Regions from separate parts of the Sus scrofa genome. Here region 2 is linked to region 1. A link is a contact called in public HiChIP or PLAC-seq data. All regions are on one chromosome and are shown on one strand. Each heading gives the region's core, a stretch centred on a gene start, on an enhancer-like site or on the middle of the called end of the contact. The rest is flanking DNA. Distances are from core to core; before and after follow the strand shown. Region 1 has its middle 41 kb from the start of PMAIP1. Region 2 has its middle 50 kb from the start of PMAIP1.

Region 1 (4,315 bases), core at 551-3,050:
GATTCGACCCCTAGCCTGGGAACCTCCATGTGCCGCAGGAGCGGCCCAAGAAATGGCAAAAAGACAAAAAAACAAACAAACAAAAATCCACCCAGCTAGAGATTAGGGATGCCAAGACAATCACACTGTCTCCATGAGCCGTGGAGATTCTGGTGAGCAGCTTGGCTTTAATGTGTTCGATGGATCCATCTCCAGTGTACGGTTGCATAATATATTTCACCTGTGTAGTCACACTCCAATCAAGCTATAGCATATTTCCATCACTCCAAAAATTTTTTGCATGTGTCTCTTCGAAGTGAATCCAGACCCAGAGCCCCGGATGACCATTGATGTGTTTACCATCAATACAGATTTGTTCCACCTCCTTTATAATGGGATATAAATGAAAGTATGTCCAGCTTATTTCACACTGCATGATGTTTTTGAGACAAAAAGTGTGGTTCCATGAATCAGTAGTTCATTTCTTTTTATTCATGGGTAATATTTCAGCATGGGTTTTAAGAAAACAATTTTTAACAAAATGTGAAATTTCATTTATTTACTGTTTAAGTCACCAATTGTATTTATTCTTTTTGATTTGATTTGATTTATTTTGGGCCGTGCCTATCGCACAGGGAAGTTCCCAGGCCAGGGATCAAACCCCAAGCTACAGCAACCATCCAAGCCACTAAAGTGATAACACTGCGTCCTTAACCTGCTGTGTCACAAAAGGACTCCTGCTTAATTTTAAATATAGCACTTTTTTAATCTAAAAAAAAGTACTTGTTCATCTATTTATTTAAAAAATACAAAAAAATACAAAGAAGATGGTAAAAATTACCTACAATTCAAATTCAGAGACAACCACTGTGAACATTCTATCTAGTATTCATTCTTGCAGACATCTTCCTGTGTTATACATATACAAACATGCACAGACATATATCTTTAATAAATACAAAACTTTTATTTATTTATTTATTTATTTTGCTTTTTAGGGCCACACCCTCGGCATATGGAGGTTTCCAGGCTAGGGGTTGAATCGAAACTGTAGCTGCTGGCCACAGCAATGCCAGATCCGAACTGCATCTGTGACCTACAACACAGCTCAGGGCAACACAGGATCCTTAACCCACTGAGCGAGGCCAAGGATCGAACCCGCATCCTCATGGATGCTAGTCAGATTCGTTAATTGCTGAGTCACAATGGGAACTCTTATTTATTCTTATAATCTGTTTTCACTCAGCAATTTATTGTCAGGTACAGATCTACAATATTCCACTGTATGTATGAACCATATTTATTTAATCAGATGTTTATTTTGGAACATTGGTCATTTTCAATGTTTTCCTTGTAAACTATGAATGTTCTCCTATATACATACATCTTTCGGCTTTTGTGTGAATAGATTCTTCATAATAATGATGGAATCCCTAGGTCAAACAATATTAACATGTCACATGTTGAACCCTATGGCCAAAGTATCTTCTTGAAAGGTTATACCCACTTCTTCTCCCAGAAATAGATCTTGCTTATTCATTTTTCATGTGCCTTTCCTGAGTTTGGGCAGTATTTCAAATTTTGCCAGTAAGTAAAAACAACAAACAAAACCTGTAGTTATGTGTGAGATTCCCATCTTATTTTGTACCTTTTAATTGACTAATCTTCTAATTATTTCTACAAGATGATTAGGAGACTAGATATCTTTTTGGCAGGACTAGTTTTACACACTGAAATGGGTACAGATCTACTCCTGATTGTGTTTCAGTGTACTTTTCTCCACCTTTTCCACTGCCATGATTTGGCCACTAGAGGGCAGAAATGCTGCAGAAACATAATCTTGGACTGGAACACTTGCCAGAAAGCTTAATAACTAGGCTGCTCCAAGATGGCCTTTAGCATCCCTAGATCATAATTAGCTTTCCCGCCTTTAAGATGTCGTTTGGAATGATAACCAGTGGTATCTGTGTCTAGATTTGTGGTATCTACTTTATACATAAGAGTTATTCTGGTAACCTCAAACAACTTCTCAAAGGAGTATTTTAAAATTTTATTTTGGAGTTCCCAACATGGCTCAGAGCTAACCAACCCGGCTAGTATCCGTGAGGATGAGGGTTCCATCCCTGGCCTCGCTCAGTGGATTAAGGATCCTGTGTTGCTGTGAGCTGTGGTGTAGGCCGGCAGCTGTAGCTCCAATTCAACCCCTACCCTGGGAACTTCCATATGCCATGGAAACGGCCCTAAAAAGGAAGGAAAAAAAAAACCATTTCACTCAAAGATTAATTATATTGTATGTAGCATATGATCCTTACATCAAATCCAAATTAACATTTTAGGTACCCCAGATTTGCAACCTAAGAGACAGAAATTCAGGGTAAAAGAAAATCTGTTCTGACAAAGGGAAATGTAGATTTGAGACCTTTAAACCAGTCACTGGAGCCTTTGATTCCTACATCACTCAGAAGATTGAAGCTGTTGTATAGATATGATGGGTTCTGCCCACTAAAAAGGCTGAAAAATAGTAAAAAGTCAGTAGCAATTTACACGCCAGGCACCCTGGTCTTGTTTTCTAAATCCAATAACTTCCTTATTAAAAGGCATTAGGGGTCCTTGAAAACATGACTGATTTTATGCCTAAAATAAACCACAGGTGAATCTAGAATATCTGCTTGTGCTGAAAGCAATGAGATGCTCAAAGACTGAAGGGATGTGTAATAGGACCCAGCTTGGAAGGGATCCCACTGGCCAAATTTGGGACGTTTTGAGCATCAAAAGAATAATGGCAGTAATGAATACCCACATTTAGAATTCTTTGAAAATTTAAACATTTAAAAATACCAACATCTTTAAAACGTCAATAAAGAATGAAGTTAAGTAGATGGCAGGTGGTAGGAGTCAGGCCTCTCACTGCTGGAACAAGAGGTTACAGATAAGCAAGGGGAGCATGTGGTAATGGACTTGAATTGCCGACATCAGTGTGAACTCATGTTCAGAGTCATGTAGACACAGGTGATTACACAGGGAAATATTTATACATAGGTGTAAATACAGAGTTTAGTATACACACATATATTTCCTTCCTCTGTCGGATGAGAGGGCCTAGAAGGAATGACACTCCAGTGGCAGCTAGCATACGTAGCCCTCAGAGCTTGGTTTCAAATCTCATTCTCCAATTCAAGGCAGCAGAGCTCCTTGGAAAAATGGCTGAGTCTAGGACTCAGCCAGCAACTATACCAGATGAGCCAAGAGCGTCTTACTCCACCAGAAAGTGAGAAAGAGTTTGAAACAAAATTTAAAAAACCTAACCCAAACCCCCACAAGGATGGCAGTATATAAAAGGACACAGGAAGCATTGGAAGATCTCCAGGGCCAACGCTGTTTCAGGTGGAGCAAAAAGTAAATAAAACTGTTTTGGATTATGACCCTAAGTATAAAACGAACATCCATGAATTCATGCTGACATGGTACATGATTGAGAACTGTTAGGTGATAAACTACAACCTAGTATAAAATTTAGAGTTTATTTGAACTAAAATTGATTTGAATGAGGCAGCACCACAGGGGAAGTAGTGAGGAGGATTCCACCAATGGGAGCAGGGAAGGGACTTTTATAGAGAAAAGGTGGAAACAGAGTAAGGAAAATTTTTTTTTTTTTTGGTCTTTCTGCCTTTTCTAGGGCCGCTTCCACGCCGGATCCTAGCCGTGTCTGCAATCTACATCACAGCTCACAGCAGGATCCTTAACCCACTGAGCAAGGCGGGATCGAACCCGCAACCTCATGGTTCCTAGTTGGATTCGTTAACCACTGCGCCACGACGGGAACTCCCAGAGTAAGGAAAATATTGATTGGCTATAACCTAAAGCCTAATTGGCTGTTGATAATTTGTTGTCCTTAGGTTTCAATTTTGTAACTTTGAGGCATTAACAAGCTTAGGTTTTGATTTGCTTCCATAGGCGGCCACAGCATTAAAGCCACCACAGCCTAATGGGCTCCTGTAGAATTAATTTAACACTCCATCAATAAATAGGGGAGAAGAGAGAAATCTCTTGAACAAAGGAATTCCAACTAATTTTTGTAGCTACTCCACCTTTAAGGGAGCATAACTCCCCATTTGTTGATACCATGTACCCTTGCTATGATGTGATGATATGTTATAATGAAAGCATTATTATTAGGAAAATGTCCTTATTCTCAGAAAATACATACTGAAGTATTTAGGGGTGAAGCACTATGATTTCTGCAACTTAATGTTATAGCAAGAAAACGAGTATGTGTATGTGTGTGTGTTTCCATATATTTCCATAATATAATAGTATATGTTTCCATATATATTAT
Region 2 (4,833 bases), core at 798-3,297, 90 kb after region 1:
GACACATATTTGTTCTTAGAATCATGTAGAAAACAACAGTAGAATATGTTCTATTAGAGAATATGGACCAAAAAATGTTTCTTTAAGAGTTTTTTTTTTTTTTACTATAACGTAGCTTATATAATAGTTGTACTTTCTATGTGCCGGAGACAGTTCTAAGTGCTTTGCAGATATTGCCACATATGTTTCTTCTTGAAAACTCCATGAGGTAGGTACTGTTTGTATAATAACCATTTTATAGATGAAGAAATAGAGGCATAGGAAATCAAGTAAATCTCCCTAGTCTGGTTGAGTCTGCTTCTAATTGCTATATATCCTGCCTCTCTGAAATAAAAACAGGACCTATTTATTACATGACTCTACCCCAACATATTTTGAAAAATGACCGTTATGCCTTTTTTTTCCTTTTTTTTTGGTTTTTAGGGCCACACCTGCGACACATGGAGGTTCCCAGGCTAGGGGTCCAATTGGAGCTGTAGCTGCCAGCCTATACCACAGCCATAGCAATGCCAGATCCAAGCCACAACTGTGACCTACACCACAGCTCATGGCAACGCTGGATCCTTAACCCACTGAGCAAGGCCAGGGATTAAACCTGCATCCTCATGGATACTAGTTGAGTTTGTTTCTGTTGGGCTACAGTGGGAACTCCTCCATGGATCTTTTAGATTTCTGCAATCTGTCCATGAAGGTTCCTGCCCTAAATGTTGTGTGTTTTCTTTAGGCCTCTTATTCAGTCAACTACTCAAAAACACATCCAAGAAACAAATATACAAAAAAGCATCCCTAAATGAATAACAAATCAACAAGTATTACTACTCCCACCTCTGTTCAGGTAATAAAATAGCCTTCAATAAAAGCAAAATGGAGTTCCCTGGTGGTCTAGCAGGTTAGGGATCCAGGTTGTCATAGCTGTGGCTCGGGTCACACTGCCCTGGTGTGGGTTTGATTCCTGGCCCAGAACTTCTACATGCCATGGGTGTAGTCAAAAAAAAAAAAAAAAAAAAGATCTCAAGCAAATAAATAGTACTTAGTGTAGCTGCTGAGAATGCCTCTCTACTTATTGGTCAGGGAAAAAAATGAATATTTTTGAAGGTGAAGAAAAGAAAAGGTTAAGTTGGATTTTGTACTATAAAAAATAGTGAAGTGGAATTCCCACTGTGGCACAGCGAGTTAAGGATCCTGAATTGTCTCTGCAGTAGCTCGAGTCACTGCTGAGGGCTGGGTTTGATTCCTGGCCCAGGCATTTCTATATGCCATGGGTGCAGCCAAAAAAAAAAAAGGTAAATTATAAAATAAATTTTAAAAACATTTTTATTCAACGTGCTTGAAATAAATATGAAGTTATGGTATGTCCATAATAAACTTCAATTATATGGAAGTTTCATCTCTTCATCCCTGTTTACCTTTCAGAAGATGTTGGATAAATGTATTGTTCTGTATTTTATTGACCTCTGTGTGTGCTTTAGTTTTTTGAAAGGGAATTAGCCTCATTTGATCTGAGCCTCACTGATGATAAGACAGCAATTTTTCATTGAGTCTGCACCAAAGCAAATGACATAAATATATTGAAGAATATTAAAGAAAAAAATCTCATTATATATAAAGATACATTTAAACTATTTTCCCATAAAAAGTAGCTACTTCAAAGCTATTAAAAATCACTTGAGGAGTTCCCATTGTGGCTCAGCATGTTAAGAACCCGACTAGTATCCGTGAGGATGGGGGTTCGATCCCTGGCCTCACTCTGTAGGTCACAGACAAGGCTCTGATCCCATGCTGCTATGGCTGTGCTATAGGCTGGCAGCTGTAGCTCCAATTCAGCCCTTAGCCTGGGAACCTCCCTGTGCTGTGAGTGTGGCCCTAAAAAAGGAAGAAAAAAAAAGTCTCTTAAAAAATACTGAAAGCCGGGAAAGATGCCTCGTGTTCTTCATACACTTTTCCCACGTGTAACCTCGGTTTGTGGTCAGCATTACGCTACATTCGTGTAAAGCAAAATGACCACCACAAGAAGAATATTTTAAACATGCCAGAGATTTCCCTATGAGTCTGTCATTTTCAACTATTTTGTGGTAAATGATTTCCAATTGCACTGACTCATTTTCTAACCCTCCCATCCCTTCCCCTTTTCACTCTCCTTTCAACTCTCAAGTTTGTGAGGCTGTTACCTATATAATGTTCTTATCAGAACTGCCATTTTGCAAAACACTATTTTCTAACAACAAGTTTGGAAAGAAAGAAACCTACCTATTTACATTAAGACTTCTAATGGGGGAGGTGGGGATTAGAGAAATAGAAAAGGGAAACTGAGGTACCAATTTCCAATTACAAAATAAGTGAGTCATGAGGATGAAAGAAACAAGTGTGGGGAATACGGTTAATAATGATGTTATTGCTTTGTGTGGTGACAGATGGTAACTAGACTTGTGATCATTTTGTAATATCTAGAAATACTGAATCACTGTGATAAAAACCAGGAACTGAAATAGTGTTAAGGGTCAATTAGACTTCTAGAAATTATTCCCTGCAGCAAATTCTTTTTTTTGTGTATGTGTGTGTGTGTCTTTTTGCCATTTCTAGGGCCACTTCCTGTGGCATATGGAGTTTCCCAGGCTAGGGGTCGAATCGGAGCTGGAGTCGCCGGCCTACGCCAGAGCCACGTGGGATCTGAGCCACGTCTGTAACCTACACCACAGCTCACGGTAACGCTGGATCCTTAACCCACTGAGCAAGGGCAGGGATCGAACCCGCAACCTCATGGTTCCTAGTCGGATTCATTAACCACTGAGCCATGATGGGAACTCCTGGAGTAAATTCTAATTTCTGGAATCAGACAAGAATCCCGGAGGTGAATTCTTTTGCCCTGGTGACTTTACAAGGTGCTGGTAGAAAATAAAACCAGGTTGGGATTATGTCTTACCTAAGATCTGTAAACTTGAAGAAAGTTGCTTTGGAACATTTCTGAGTTAGATTTTTCTGGCAAGCTGATTTTTTTTTTTTCTGCAGCTATCAAAACTTTTAGGTGGTCATATGTTAAATATGTAAATTGAATACAAGATGTTGTTACTGTACTTAGAGGTTTTTTTGTTTGTTTGTTTTTGCTTTTTAGGGCCACACCTGAGGCATATGGAAGTTCCCAGGCTAGGGATCGAATTGCAGTTGTAGCCACCAGTCTACACCACAGCCACAGCAATGTGGGATCTGAGCCTTGTCTGCCACCTATACCACAGCTCACGGCAATGCCAGATCCTTAACCCACTGAACAAGGCCAGGGATCAAACCCACAACCTCAGGGTTCCTAGTCGGATTTGTTTCTGCTGTGCCACAATGGGAACTCCTGTAGTTAAAGTCTTTTCTGTCCAACTGTAGATTTTTCATGTTCTTGAGATGCAAGTTTTAGAAATAAAATTTAAAATGTAAATTAGTTGTAATATTTATAAATTCATCCTTTTTTTAAAATACAGAAACATTTAATGATTGTCAGAAATAGGCACTGGAATTAAAAGTTTCTCAAGGGTATATAGTCCTATATTTCAATCTTTAAAAAAATTTTTTATTGGAGTATAATTTACTTACAATGTATTAGTTTCAAGTGTGCAGCAAAGTGAATCAGTTATACATATATCCATTCTTTCCTCCATATAGTTTATTACAGACTATTGAATAGATTCCCTGGCTGTAAGTAAGTTCTTGTTAAGTATTTTATATGCAATCGTGTGTATATGTTATTCCCATATTCTAATTTATCCTCCCCCTCTATACTTCAATCTTAAAGATGATGCTAATAGTATTAGGAAAAACACCCGAATACCTTAGGGACTTATGTAATGTTGCCTCATTAAATCAAAGTTGTTAGTAAATCTAGTGGTCTAGTGCCACCTTGTGACTGAAATGCTCAATGGCATCATGTTAGATTTCAGTAAGTACTTTACTTCTCAAAGATTCAGTAATTCATTCAGTTCCTGATGTTGGTAATTGGATGGACTGTGTCTACCAATAGGGGGATAAGCCATTCCTGCTTTCCCAAGACTTAGGGGCTTCCAGGGACACCTAGAACCTCAAAGTTTAAATCTAGTATAGTCCCAGATAAAGCTGAACCATTTGGTTCCTTACCTACTAAGTACAAAGCCCTGCCTGGACACCGTGGATGTAGCACTGAATAAGAGAGACAAAGCCGCTGTTTATGGAGTAAGTGTTATTGTGGTTGGGGGAACATAGACCATGTATAACCATGTAACGTATCAGATAGCTCTACATTACACAGATAACCAAAACAGGTTAACGTAATTGAAAGTCACTTGGTGGCTCTTTAGGTTGTGTGCTTGGCGGTGGAGGAGGTAACATTTAAACTGAGAGCCAAATGACATGCAGGAGATGGTCCTATGAAGATAGAAGAAAGAATAGTCTGGGTAAAGAGCAAAGTTAGAACAGAGTCCCTAGGTTAGGGATAAGCTTAGTGTGTCTAAGGAAACCAAAGGAACAAATATGACTTGAGTATAGTGAGTGTGCTTCCTGGGGCTTCCTAACAAATTATGTCAAACTAGATAGCTTAAAATAGTAGAAATTTGGAGTTCCCACTGTGGCATGGTGGGTTCAGAATCTGACTGCTGCAACTCAGGTGCCAGTTCAATACCTGGCCCAGCGCAGTGGGTTGAAGGATCAGGCGTTGCCACAGCTGTATCTATGGCTCACATTCACTCTCTGGCCATGTGCCATGGGCTCAGCCATAAAATTTAAAAAACAAAACAAAACAGGAATATATTCCTCACGATCTGGAGGCCTAAAATCAAGCTGTCGGCAGAGTTATACTTCCTCCAAAGGCCCCTGAGGAGG

Evidence for each region. HiChIP or PLAC-seq counts read pairs in DNA pulled down with a chosen protein or histone mark.
Region 2: an H3K27ac HiChIP or PLAC-seq map of alveolar macrophages shows a contact between it and region 1. The contact joins two enhancer-like sites. A contact is called at or near these places in 4 of 5 promoter capture datasets (fetal liver, fetal skeletal muscle, liver and 1 more), 38 of 47 Hi-C or Micro-C datasets (adipocytes, adipose tissue, alveolar macrophages and 19 more) and 2 of 2 datasets of contacts at active chromatin or transcription factors (alveolar macrophages and skeletal muscle).

The regions. Positions count from the first base shown.
Region 1 is chr1:161,226,741-161,231,055 of Sscrofa11.1, reverse strand. No RefSeq gene overlaps it. Among named protein-coding and RNA genes, the nearest start is that of PMAIP1, 41 kb to the right of the region's middle. Within about 2 kb of position 1,800, at least 1 of the 83 cell types and tissues checked has an H3K27ac peak or open chromatin away from gene starts, as enhancers often do. A contact at or near this core is called in alveolar macrophages, where this site is marked.
Region 2 is chr1:161,135,970-161,140,802 of Sscrofa11.1, reverse strand. No RefSeq gene overlaps it. Among named protein-coding and RNA genes, the nearest start is that of PMAIP1, 50 kb to the left of the region's middle. Within about 2 kb of position 2,047, at least 6 of the 83 cell types and tissues checked have an H3K27ac peak or open chromatin away from gene starts, as enhancers often do. A contact at or near this core is called in alveolar macrophages, where this site is marked.